Linked DNA regions of Hordeum vulgare: region 1 is linked to region 2. The links are chromatin contacts, called in public Hi-C maps. All regions are on one chromosome and are shown on one strand. The core of a region is the stretch at or near the end of the contact, and the rest is flanking DNA. Distances in the headings are between cores, read along the strand shown.

What was found. Hi-C and Micro-C count contacts between places; a contact is called where the count stands out from the background.
Region 1: a Hi-C map of leaf shows a contact between it and region 2, with 1.9 times the contacts expected there. The contact joins the promoter of LOC123449234 here to the promoter of LOC123449232 in region 2. A contact is called at or near these places in 2 of 6 Hi-C or Micro-C datasets (leaf and seedling) and 1 of 1 datasets of contacts at active chromatin or transcription factors (embryo).

What each region holds. Positions count from the first base shown.
Region 1 is chr4H:517,672,142-517,678,731 of MorexV3_pseudomolecules_assembly, forward strand. LOC123449234 reads left to right here and starts at 4,416. Exons shown (of 5, transcript XR_006631975.1): 1 at 4,416-4,762; 2 at 4,847-5,336; 3 at 5,858-6,590.
Region 2 is chr4H:516,896,253-516,902,524 of MorexV3_pseudomolecules_assembly, forward strand. LOC123449232 reads left to right here and starts at 2,497. Exons shown (of 2, transcript XM_045126373.1): 1 at 2,497-2,822. The coding sequence starts at 2,710.

The sequences.
Region 1 (6,590 bases), core at 3,166-5,665, 780 kb after region 2:
CAAATGCGAATATCTCCGTTCAAATTATTTATAGTTGAAGAAGTCATGTCATCTTCTCTCTTTGCTTTTAAAAGATTGAATTTGAATTCACCGGAGAAGGGGAAAGTCATTTTATTCCCTCTCATTCAAAAGTTTCAAAAAGTTTCAAATTTCACACAAGTTTCAATCACTCGGGCAACCAACAAACAATCTAATAATAATTATATTAACATTCCAAAACTTATAATTTTGGGATGTTACACCGTTGGAGCGGTGTGGAGGCACAATGCTCCCCAAAAAGTCACTAAGGCCACCGTATTCTCCTCACGCCCTCGCACGATGCAAGGTACCGTGATTCCACTATAGGTGCCCTTGAAGGCGGTGACCGAACCTTTACAAACAAGGTTGGGGCAACTCCACACAAAGCTTGGAGGCTCCCAACTAGACCACGAAGCTTCACCACAATGGAATATGGCTTCGAGGTGACCTCAACCGTCTAGGATGCTCAAACACCCAAGAGTAACAAGATCCGCAAGGGATTGGTGGGGGAATCAACTTTTCTCTTGGTGGAAGTGTGGATCTAGGCCTTCTCAACCAATCCCTAAAGAATCAACAAGTTTGATTGGCTAGGGAGAGAGATCGGGCACTTTTGAGCTTAGGGAGCAACAATGGAGCTTGAGAGGGTAAGAGATAAGGTTCCACAGCTAGAAGAACCCTTTATATAGTGGGGGGGATCAGACCGTTTTCCCACTCTCTGCCCGAGATCCAGCGGTACTACCGCTGTCTGCAGCGGTACTACCGCTGGCACTCCAGTGGTACTACCGCTGACCAGGGGCGGTACTACCGCCGACTAGCGGTACTACCGCTGGACCCAGCGGTACTACCGCTGGACCCCTGGTAGTGCAAAAGCACTACCACCGCCAAGAAAGTCTTCGCAAAAAGGTCCGTCCACGAATTACCGCTAGGCATGCGGTACTGAGCTCCTGGAGCGGTACTACCGCTGACCAGGGGCGGTAGTACCGCCAGCCAGCGGTACTACCGCTGGCTGCAGCGGTACTACCGCTGGGGACCAATTTGCAAGGAGGAAAGAAACACAGTGGCGGGGGCCGCTCCAAAAATGAAGGTAAGGGAGAATATGTGAAGTGTGCGCGTGCAAAGATAGATTCCACCCAAACCTTTCCACTACGGATCCCCTCTTAATAGTACGGCTTTCCTATGACTCAAATAAAGAGAATCGTAGAAAGCGTCGTGATTCCGTTCCATGAATGAGGAGACGAGTCGTCTTGTGTCGTTGACGTGTGTTATCTGAAACCTTAACACACACGGTTAGTCCTTTACGGTACTGTCATCAATCACCAAAATTACTTAGGCATAAACTATGCCCAACAAGCGTGATGTTGTCGAAGACAAAAAATTGTTCGGGAAGAAGGTCTCCCATAGCCAGTGATGTCGTCAATCCAAAGATGTGCCATCAAGCTGTTTGGACCACCAACTGGGACCTGCATGGGCCACCATTGATGGAGCTACATCCGACAGATCTCGGGCAGGGGACCCCAATCTGATGATCTTAACTTGATGGTAACAGGACGAACGAGAGACATGATGTTTACCCAGTTTCATACCCTCTCAAAGAGGTAAAACCCTACGCCTTGATTCTCTTGTATTAATTGTGTTGGAGTAGATAGTACATAATGATCTACCTCAAGATCGTATGTATAAATCTAACTTAACCTATCTCTATGCGCTAAAACCAAAGAAAAAAGTACAAACAAAACTAAAAATAAAAAATAAACTGAAAATATTCACAACAAAAAGAATAAAGGAAATCACGTCCCACGCATGTGATGGGATCAATTAGTCAGACCGATTGCATGCCGCCAATCCACACAACATGGATTGCTTTCGAAGTCCATGGATGCCTGCATAACATCTATCTCACCACATCCAACCATAACTTCTCCAATTTTTTAGGGGGCTCGGTACTCCTTTCTAATTATACTCACCCATAAAACTATCCTTAATTATACTCACCCACCCAAAAACCCATCCATGTTAGGTTATATGACGACTTTGATACTGAAGCATGCATGACAATGTAAGGAAGCATTATATATTATGCATGAAGCAACTAAATGCCACATAGAATTTGCCAACAACCATGGTAATATCTATGACTCTGCAAATTGTTTGCAACATATGTGCATTATGTTTCTATCACACAACAACAAGAAAATCATCGACCGAGAAAAAGGTTAATTATTCGAGAGCCCATATGGTGCTTCCTTGTGAGAAATGTTGCATAATCTAACTACTTTATTTCGTTCGCATGAAAAAAATGCTTCCGTCAAACCAACTAGGTATAGTGATTTATTACCTAGAAAACAAAACATGATTTATGGGATTTATACCCCAGAAACCAGGGACTAGTTTTCTAAATTTTTGGAAGCTTTCATGGTTCTTTCGTACACGCTATAACCATAAAAGATACAACGTTGTTGGCTCTAGTTTACTATCCCGTAAACAATCGAGAGAAACCCACCACACCTTTCTGGAGTGGCTTGGTAGAAATTACACATCAATAGTCTGGTCGCTAGCAGTTTTCAAGAATAAAAAAGGTATTTTAGCACAATAATTTTGCTGACCTAATTGGTTACCCTGGAAAAATAAACCAAGAGGTTTGGGGTTCAAATACTATATCTCACATCTATTTTTGACGCATCTATTTTTTACGTTTGAAAAAAAAGAGCCAGGCCGAAGATGGAGGGGTGTAACAGGTGTGTACGCCTACAACCCATACATGCCACTTATGGATGTGAATATACCTTATGGTCAAATGACCATACCACTCTTATATGATTTGTGAGGGAGGGGGAGGAGGGTTTACCGAAGCAAGCGTCAAAAAATATATTAAAAATAACATAGGTGAGAAAGCGATAATAAAAATTTAAAAGATAACATAGGCGATAACAAAAAAGGAAAAGCTAATGCTCTATCGGTTGATTGCATCAGAAAATCTGCCACCTGTACAGTCGTTGGATCGTCCTTGATCCATGCGACCTCAAACATGCTCATACACCTTCGTTCTTTTCTTTGCACAAGTTTTTGCAACATCAGCTATGTTGCACAAAATAATTGCAATAAAATCTCTGTTGCATTTTTTTTTCTACAAGAACTTTGTTGCAAAAAATATCCCGCAACACAACCGATGTTGCAAAAAACATTTCGCAACATAACCTATGTTATAAAACAATCTACATGTGTTTCGGCGACATGATCCTTGTTGGAGAAAATATTCTATAGCAAATTCTATTGCAAAAAAATCTACGGACATTTACGCAACATGCTCTCTGTTGCACTTTTTTTACAACATAATCTATGTTGCAAAAGACCCATCAACCACTTTTTAACACTAGATATGGTGGCTAGCGCCCCGACCGATCCTTTGAAAAGATCGGCCGACGGACGCGTAGCAGCGTGCTTGTTTCTGTAACTGAAACGTTTGTTTCAGGATTTTATGTGGTAGGCGGAGGCGACCGAGTTGGTGATTGGACGGTAGACGCGCGTACATCGAACGACTAATCGGATGGCGGATAATTACTACAAAACCATCGATGGACGTCTAGTAGTCCCCTAATAAAAATTTGAAAGAAAATGAAATTAAGAAAATTGAGTAAGTAATACTCCCTCCGTTTCAAAATTCTTGTCTTAGTTTTGTCTAAAAATGAATTTATCTAAATACTAAAACGTGACTAGATACATTCATATCTACACAAATCTAAGAAAAGAATTTTGAAACGGAGTAGTATTTATATAAGCAGTTCAGAAACCTTGTAGAAGGTTTTAGAAACTACTCTAGAAAAAAAGATCGTGAATCTGTAGAAGGTTCCTAAAATCCCTAGAAAACTGCCCAAAATAGCTATGCTTAGCTACTATAATGGGCTCAGGCACACCGAGCGCTTTGCCTAGCTCGTCTCTGCGAAGCTCCGTCAATTTAACATAGAATGGTTTCTTAGAAATAAAAAGTAAAATAACGTAGAATGCAGCAAATAGGGAATTCCCTGACGCGCACCGCGCCATAAGATATCCCTTTCGAAAACGTCCACAAGCCCGTGTATGTATGTGTCGACTGCATACACGGCCCAGTTCTTAAAAAAAAGAAAGCATACACGGCCCAGTCCTAGACAGGTACGGCCGCAGCCAATCACCGTCAACGGTCACGCTGCCCACAGGTCCGGACCGGTTGTCTGCGTCCACAGCGGATCCGGTGCGCATATGACGCAAGCAATGACGTTTAATGCGCGCAAGTTGCGGCATACCGGTCCGTTCCAGCTGTCACAGCCAATCAACACGTGCCACGCGTGGCGCATCTCGCCCGTCCAAAGCCAACTACCCCATCCCGACCGTCCACTTCGGCCTACCAGACGATAAATACCTCTCCACCGCATATCCTCCTACCGCACCAGAAAAAAACCTAGCCGCGTTCTCCTCCGCGGCACGCAACCATTGTCCCCTCTAGATGTAGAACACGCCTCGTCCACGGACCCAAACCTCTAGATCCAGCCTCCTGGCCTCCAGTTTCCTGATCGAATCCGCTTCGATCCCTGGGCAAGGTGAGGTCCGCGTCCATGATTTATTCGAATCAACCGTTTGCTATCTGACTCGCAGATTTCTCCTTCTGATCGGTGAGCTGAGCTTGCGGCGATCTTGGAGCAAACACGCGAGGGAGCTGGATCTGCGCACGAACATTCCGATCTGCTAGGCCGGCGTCTCGGATCTGTTGCTGGTGAGTAGCTTCTCCCGTGCATATCATCCTTTGAGCATGGTTTGATCCGTGTGTTCTGACGTTCTGTGCCCGTTTGACCTGTAGATTTGATGCTTCACGACGGATCAGGCTGTTCCCGGCGGTCTCGAGCTGGCGCGGCGGCGGGCGAAGAGTTTTCTCCGGCAAGTTCGTGGGATCTCGTCTGCCTCCACCTCGTGCGACAACGGCTCTTGTATTGATAATTATTCGATGATATTTCGATAATTATTAGATCTAAGAGATCGGAGGTGGCGTAAGGTAAGAGCATGTAACAAGCGAGGTGCTTGTGGTGAGGGGAAAGGCTGAAAAAAAGAGATGTGAACATCTAGAGGCCTTTGCCATGTTGGGTGCGCTCGCATGGCAGGCCACCACCGTAATAAAGATGGTTTTTGTGTCTCGGGGGGAGATCGCACGGGGGTTATCTTGTTTTAGCCCCGGGTTCTCCCCCCTTGTGTGCTGGTGTGCTCCTTTGTCTGCACCTCTCCTCTGATCCGACTACATGGCACAACGTTCTACCTGCGCGAATCGGTCATGGAGCTACGACGAAAGGCCAAAGGTACAATTGATAATTTACATACAGCTGGACCATACATGAGCTTTGACAAAGTCGTAATTTCATTCATGTCGTCATATCTTTACATACATGAATTCGCTATTGGTTGAATCCGGTAGTTGCACCATATAGAGAAACTGTCCGGCACATCTTCACATACAAGAATTCGTAATTGCTTGAATCCAGTAGTTACACCATTAGAGAAACTGTCCGGCACATCACCAGAAATCTGCACGTACAAATACAGCCGGTCCAACACTTTATTCATTTACTAATCCATTGAGTCCACCACAAATCTGTCGAAACATAACAAAATCATTTGCATTATAATTACATCGCCTCTTTTTATGAATATGGTTGGCAAAATTGTGTTTATTTGTATGATATTCTGAACTAAATTGAAGTATGATACTTATGTTTGGAAGGTTCATATTATTATTCACAAGATCTGTAGTAGACCTTTATTCTTGTGGTCATCTGGTTCATTTTGTAAGCTTTGTCTTAATGTAAGATAATTTATGTAGCTTGAACAGCTGTATGTGGGTTTGTATTAGTACCCAAATGAAGCCTCCAACAATCTGGTCTAAGACGCCTGGAACTTCTATCATTGGAGCTTCGTCGGCTTAATGGAGAGTGTTTTGATTCTGGAAGTTTGGTGAATGCTTTCCAAAGTGAATATCCAGCAGGAGGCTGGCTAATATGTATTTTGCCTACAAACATGGCAAATCATTTGTGAAGTTGTTGTGTCATCCTTTAGAAGTAACTGCATTACATATATTTGTCTCTGTTGTTAATCATAATTTCAGGACGGTTTATTTTGTGGATCTTCATTCCAAAATATGGAAGCAGCAGTTATGTGTTTTGGTTATACCATATCCATTGTTTTGTGTCAGCATTAGTTGTATATATTTTAGTTGGTCAGTTTACATTGTTAACTCATTAGTTTCTAGCTTGTATTCTTTTGCTTATTACACGTTGTTTACGTAATTGAATTTTATAGGTATAATATAATATTTAACAACGTTGAGAAATTTTGCCAAAAATTCGTGCTGTAAGTTTTATAGAGATATTCATTTTTGCTGGTAGTGCTGTTCTGGATCTTTTCTCTGTCTGAGAGATCTCTGTGGATGCTGTTCGTAAGTTCAGATTCCGGATGGAAGGTGGTTCAATTCCACCAAGATTCTTTAGCTGTCTACTCCCGTTCCTAAATATAAGTCTTTGAGATGGAGTCTACATAAGAAGAAAATTGAATGAATA
Region 2 (6,272 bases), core at 1,247-3,746:
CCGCACTCCAACTTTCAAACCATTCCTTAAATGTTTTATTCCCACTTTAAAAATAATATTTAGAGATGTTGCGGGCGCGTGTGAGTGTGTTTTCTCTCGAAACCGTCAACAACGAGAACAAAGAGAACATGCAACTACGAACAGATGCATGTTTTAGAAAAAATAATGACAATGGAGTGCTGATGTAATGAAAATGTTGCGACGATGAACGTGACAATCGAATAAATAACACGATGATAATGGAATACATAAAAGGCATGTGGAGCGTCGGTCTCGGGTTGTTATACTCAATGTCTTAAGTTCAAGTCCTAGCTTCACAATTTATCCAAAATTATTGTTTCCCCCCTTTGCCCACATATATGCCTCTTGAGCCATATCTTCGAGTCTATCCATGTGTTGATTTTTCACATCACATGTAAGAGGGGGTGAAGTGTATATGTGAATTTTCTAGCCCTTCTCACGAGTTTAGAATTTTGGTTGCGTTGGCTAGTGCACGAAGCTTAAAACAATATCCGAGATCCAAGATCTTGAGTTCAAGTTTTGTCTTTCACATTTTATCAAAAAATTGTCGTTGCCCCCTTTGTCCACGTATAGGCCTCGTGAGTTTTAAATCTAAGTCTATCTACATGTTGACTTTCACGTCACACTTGAAAGGGATGTTGAAATGTTGAAATGTACATGTTGATTGCCTAGTCTTTTTATCAGTTTAGACTTTTGTTGCATTGGCTAGTTCATGAAGCTTAAAAATAATAAATCCCCATGCAACCAAGTTTGTCTTATATTGTAATGATACAGGAGATACTAAACTCAAAGGTCTCAAAAGATATGAAATCAAATGTATCTACCCCCTTTGTTCTATTAAGAGTAGAGAACCACCTCGAGTGAAAACATACCACTGTTTGCAAAAATAAACAATTGTGTTAGTGAGAAGTTGTGTTTTTATATTTAAAGTTAAGGAGGGGCAATGAACCAAGCTTTTCCCACTAATGCGAGAGCTAATCAACAACATTTTACTCATACTACAAATTTCATCTATGGGTCTCCACTAATAGCAACATTATGAGCAAGATACATATTTGAGCGATCTGCACTATCTAGTGTACTGACTTCTAAGATTTCAATACCATCAATCTTGTCATTTATATCACCATTATCGCTGCTAAGGAGGGACTGAATTGAGATATCATGGCTTCCACACTCAAAGCGTCGAAGCACCTGTCAAGTTTCTGTTTCTCGCGACAAACAATTCACCCTTTCTCCTTTTGATCACAATGTCGAGCGATTCAAGCAAGAGACCCGCTTTAAAATTTCCGTCGACGTTGAGCTTCACCCAACCCTTGGGAGGACGACTCCATCCGTCTCTCTTTGCTAATGTTTTTGGGAAACAAGCAAAAGTGCAGTTCATCGCTAGCACTTGGACAAACATCGCAATCATGTTCACATTTTATGTCAATTCCCCATTAGTTAATGTTCTTCTCCTCCACCAGAGACACCAAGCACGTGTCCTCGTTGTCTTATGGAAACTTGGAACGTCCATGATTGTTGTTTCCTATGGTGGAATGTTGATCCAATGTGTGAGAGCCACTTCATCCACATGATCCAAATCGCATGCTTGGTCAATAATATTCTTCTTTTCAAGGATTTCCCGTACGTCCTTAACTTTTTGGCAGCGAAAGACACTGTGTTTAACATTGTCTGATGTGCCCGGTTGCTAAAATCTCTCAACAAAGAAGGCTTTCTATGTAGAAGCTTCATAGAAAAAAATACTCTTGTACCCTCACGATATTAGTATATATTATTTATCGAAAAAAGAAAAAAAATACTCCCTCCTTCTTAATACTGCCTCCCTCTTTTTTTTCCAGTCGAGATGCCTCCCTCGTACGACGACGCCTGTAACAAACAACGTGCTAATTTTTCTGTGAAATCCTAATACGCCGAGCAAGTACAATAAGATGATGTAGTCGGGCTATAAGATTTAAAATAATGTACTTACAAACTAACGTAATACATGCCCCTAGACACTTTGTGAGATAAGATGATAAGCCTTATATCAATAAAGCAATGCTTATTTACATCTACCTATTATACTTGTCGATTATAAGCTTGGTTATAGATAACATATCAACATCATATAGTCAACAAGTGTACTATTAACCATACTCTAAGATATGGGAAATGAGGGAGTATCTTAGAACGGCAATGCAGTTTTCAAAGTTTCAGTGTGATAGTTAGTGAAGACATGACATGTAAAAATGGCGAGCAAAGAGATCAACGACAAAACCATTCGATTTTGAATAAGATACTTCCTGTATCTTAAAATAAGTGACTCTATTTTGTATTAAAGTTAATACAAAACTTAATCATTTTTAAGTCACTTATTTTCGGACGGATGAAGTATTTTTTTAGTAAAATTTCACAAATTTCATGATTCGAGCGGCATCCCATAAAATGTATGTAGTACTCCAATTTCCCACTTCGCATCCTTTTTCCCCTGAAGAATTAATCCACGACCCAACGGCGCTACCAGCCAACAGCAGGACGCAGGATACGAGTCCCTGTTCTCCCATCCTCTTCAGCTTTCTTCCTCCTCTCTCGCCTCTTTCTTTGTCCCGGATCCTTCCTTCGTTCCGCCAATTTCAGAAAATTTTGGCAGCCGGGCAAAAAATTGCTAGTGTGCTCAAACTTGAGGATCGGTAGCGGGGATAGGAGATGATCACGCGAGCAAAGCTGGTCGAACAGCTGCGGGAGCACCAGATCCGGTCGGCGCAGTCATACTCCGCGGCCCTCGCCGTCTTCTCCCCCAACCCCCACATCGCCTCCAGGTCCGGTTCCCCTCTTCTTGATTTCTTGTTTATGCTATCATCTGTTGCGATGCTCTTCAAATCCACGCGGTTTGGTTTCAACTGAATGACCCTTTTGGGCGCATCTTCGATTGAAAATGAGGATTGGTCGGATTCTCGCGGTATAGATTGCAGCTCATGTTGTGTAGTTTTGCTTTCTTGATCATACAGATCTTCTCTGATCTGTATAGCTCGTGGTCGCATTTTATTTCTTGGTTAGTTCTTGCCGGTGACGACAGGAAGGGATTTTAATTACCTTTATTATTTGGGAATTGTGTAATGTGGTCATGAGCAGATATTAATTGAGTGGGAAATACATAATCTTTTCTGCTAATTAGAGGTAAAAGCGTTCGGTTCTTGAGATACTCTGATTTCGGTGGTGAACCCGAAAGGCCCCAAACCCTCCTGCAACCCCTGCGTGGCCTTCCCTGGCGGCGGTGGTGGAACCCTAGCCGCGCCACGGAGGCCCCTTCCCCACCCCGCCCCACCTCCTCGCCGCCACCGTAGGAGTGGCCGGCGAAGCCGCGCCGGCTCCCAGGAAGGTGGCGGCAGGGCACCGCAGCTGGCCGGGCTCCATGCCGCCCCCCTCCCCCCCCTTTCCCATCAACCTCCTCCGCGCACCGGTGCCGGCGTGCCTCCGGCGGGTCCCCACCCCCTCCGCCCCCCGACCCTCGCCCGCCCCCTTCCTGTCGGGTTCCGGCTGCTCCTGGACTTCGTTGGCACGTCCTTCCCACTCCTCCCTTCTGTGCCAGATCCATGGCGACCGCCAGCACCCCTGCTGCCGGCGCCGGATCCCGGGAGGGCGGCGGTGGGGGTCCCCACCCCCTTTCGCCCCCGGCCCTTGCCCGCCCCCTTCCCGTCGAGCTCCGGCTGCTCCTGGACTTTGTTGGCACGTCCTTCCCACTCCCCCTTCCGCGCCAGATCCATGGCGACTGCCAGCACCCCTGCTGTTGCTGGCGCCGGATCCCGGGAGGGCGGGGCCGGGGCTTCTTGGCCGGCCTGGCTGGTCCTAGGGGCGCCGCGGTGGCGCTCTTCCCCCCGCGGGCTGCGACCATGGCTTCGGGCGGCAGTTCATCTCGGTGGTTGCCCGACGGCGGCTGCCTCCTGCAACTCGCTGGCCGGGTGTGTGGCATGCCCGTGAGCTCCCTTCACCGCCCCATACCTTGTAGGTGCGGCTTCGGCCCCGACGGCCATGGAGGACCCGCACCCTCCTCTGGTGTCCATGGTTGGCCGGTGCGGCTCCAGATCCGACACTCCCCGTGACCTAGCTGCATCTACTTCTGGCTCATCCGGCTTGTCGGTGTCTCGGCGACTCTGCAAACACCCCTTGCAGGCGTCCGTGGTTGTCCGACATCCACCCCAGTGTGGCTTCGACTCCGGTGTGCCTCTGGAGCTGCGTCCCTTCAAGCTCCTTCGGCTCGCTGGCGTCCCTGCAGCTCCAATCCCGGCGGCCCAGATCTGTGCTCCTCTTCAGATCTTGGCTCGTTCGGGTCTTCGGCCATCGTCGCACCCCTGCGTCCTTCTTCCCGGCTGCCCAACCCCGTCCACCTCCGTGTTTCGTTCGCCCTTCAACATGTTGGCTAGCTCATTCTTCCGGTAGCGCCCGATGCCTCCTTCGAGGCCAGGCGTTGCTCCCCTTCCTGCCATGGCGGTTCCGGCCTCCGACTCGACTTCCTCCTCCTCGACTATTGCTCCGACGGCTTGGGATCGCCCAGACTTGGGCAGGGCGAAATCCTTGCTCGACCTTTCGATGCTGGCAGCGGCGATACCCGCGGGTGCCTTTTCCTTGGAAGCGCTGCCATGGCCGTTTTCTGTGCCCCTCTTCGAGCATCAGGGGAAACCCTAGATCCTGGTTTGCGGATCGGATGACGATGGCGCCTCGGCGTCGTTCCCCTTCATGAAGGCGTCGTCTTGTATGCTCGTGGTGTCCTCAGTGGTAGTTTCGATGATGTTGTTCGTCTTGTTGGTTTGGTTTGGGCTGCGTCCCTGGGTGGCGAGCTTAGCCATGGTTCTTTTCTGTTTGGGCTGAGCATCCCATGTCCCTATGCTCCGGTAGCCATGTTCACGCCGCCTGCGTTTGTGTCATGTGTTGTACCACCCCTGTATTCACTCTTAACTTCTTCTATCAATGGAATGATACGCAAGATTTGCGTATTCGCGAAAAAATAGAGGTAAAAGCGTTCAGTTGGAGGCATAATAGCAAACAAAAGGCAGTGAATTCGAGGTTTTGTGAAGATCTGCTTTGAGTACTAGTGCTGCTGAAAAGTGCGCGCAATGACTGATGCCATCCTGGGGCATCATCTGCAGAGCTATAAGTTTATACAAGGCTTTACACGCATCAAGACGATTGCAAAGCTACTGTGCTTAGTTAGCATCTGGATAGAATTTGTGAATTGGAGAGGGGGGGGGGGCTTGAGCCTCTTGAAGCACCCCCCTTAGATTCGCCACTGCTCTCAAAGATGGAGTATAAACAGCAACACTGTTGAATAAGAACTTTCTGTAGGGTTTACATTGTTTGTCGGGTTTCTGTTGCTGAGCCAACAATGCTGCAATGGATGGATAAAAGGAAGAATAAGCTGAGTGCCTTCACTATCATAACTATATGAGTAAAACTTGGCACCGCCTGCATCAGACACACCTGCCCTAAGTCAAGGTTTGGTCTAAATCACTAGTTGTCCTCACTTGGCTGCTAACAGTCCTTGAACCTAGGTACTGTCCTGGCCCTAAATCGAAGGTCAAGCCGAGCCCAAGTCGCTTTACCGTGGGCTAGGCCATGCTAAGTTTCTGAAGTCTAACTTGCACCACTTACCCACTTAGATGCATCATGCATAGATTTCGAAATGTGCCTATTATGTTGGAATGCTGCATTGCTTAGCACTGCTTGCCTGTCTTTTATTTGAAGTGTACAGAGAGTGTGTAGGAGGGTATGACTGCGTTAAGTAACATACTGCAGTTCATACAGACTGCCAGAGCACATTATCTCAGGTTATGGCCTGTTGCCTTTGATACTCAGGGCTACTGAACTGTGGAATGGCTGTAAAACCACGTTCTCTAAAAGTAGAAAACCCTCTGCTGCTGTGATAAGATCAAAGAAAATGAGGAACTAATGCTTTCGAGCGCCATGAACCAGGATGCCTGGTAGCATGGGTGTGCAATGTCCAAATATTTGGGTTGCTACCTTTCTTTAGTACTCACTTATGCGGTTATGCCATTGTTCTCTATCTCATCTGTTTATTCCTTTATTGCTTGCTTACATTTTCTTTACTTTAGTACCTTGCTTGCGTTCTCCACTTCTTGGCATGTCATTTCCTTTTTTCCTGGCCGCCTTTCTGCTTTTCTAAACCTAACTTTTATATTTTGGACCGGCAGGTCCTTTTTTGAGTATAAAGGTAGAGTGATCTCTACCTTAATTAAAAAAAATCATACAACCCA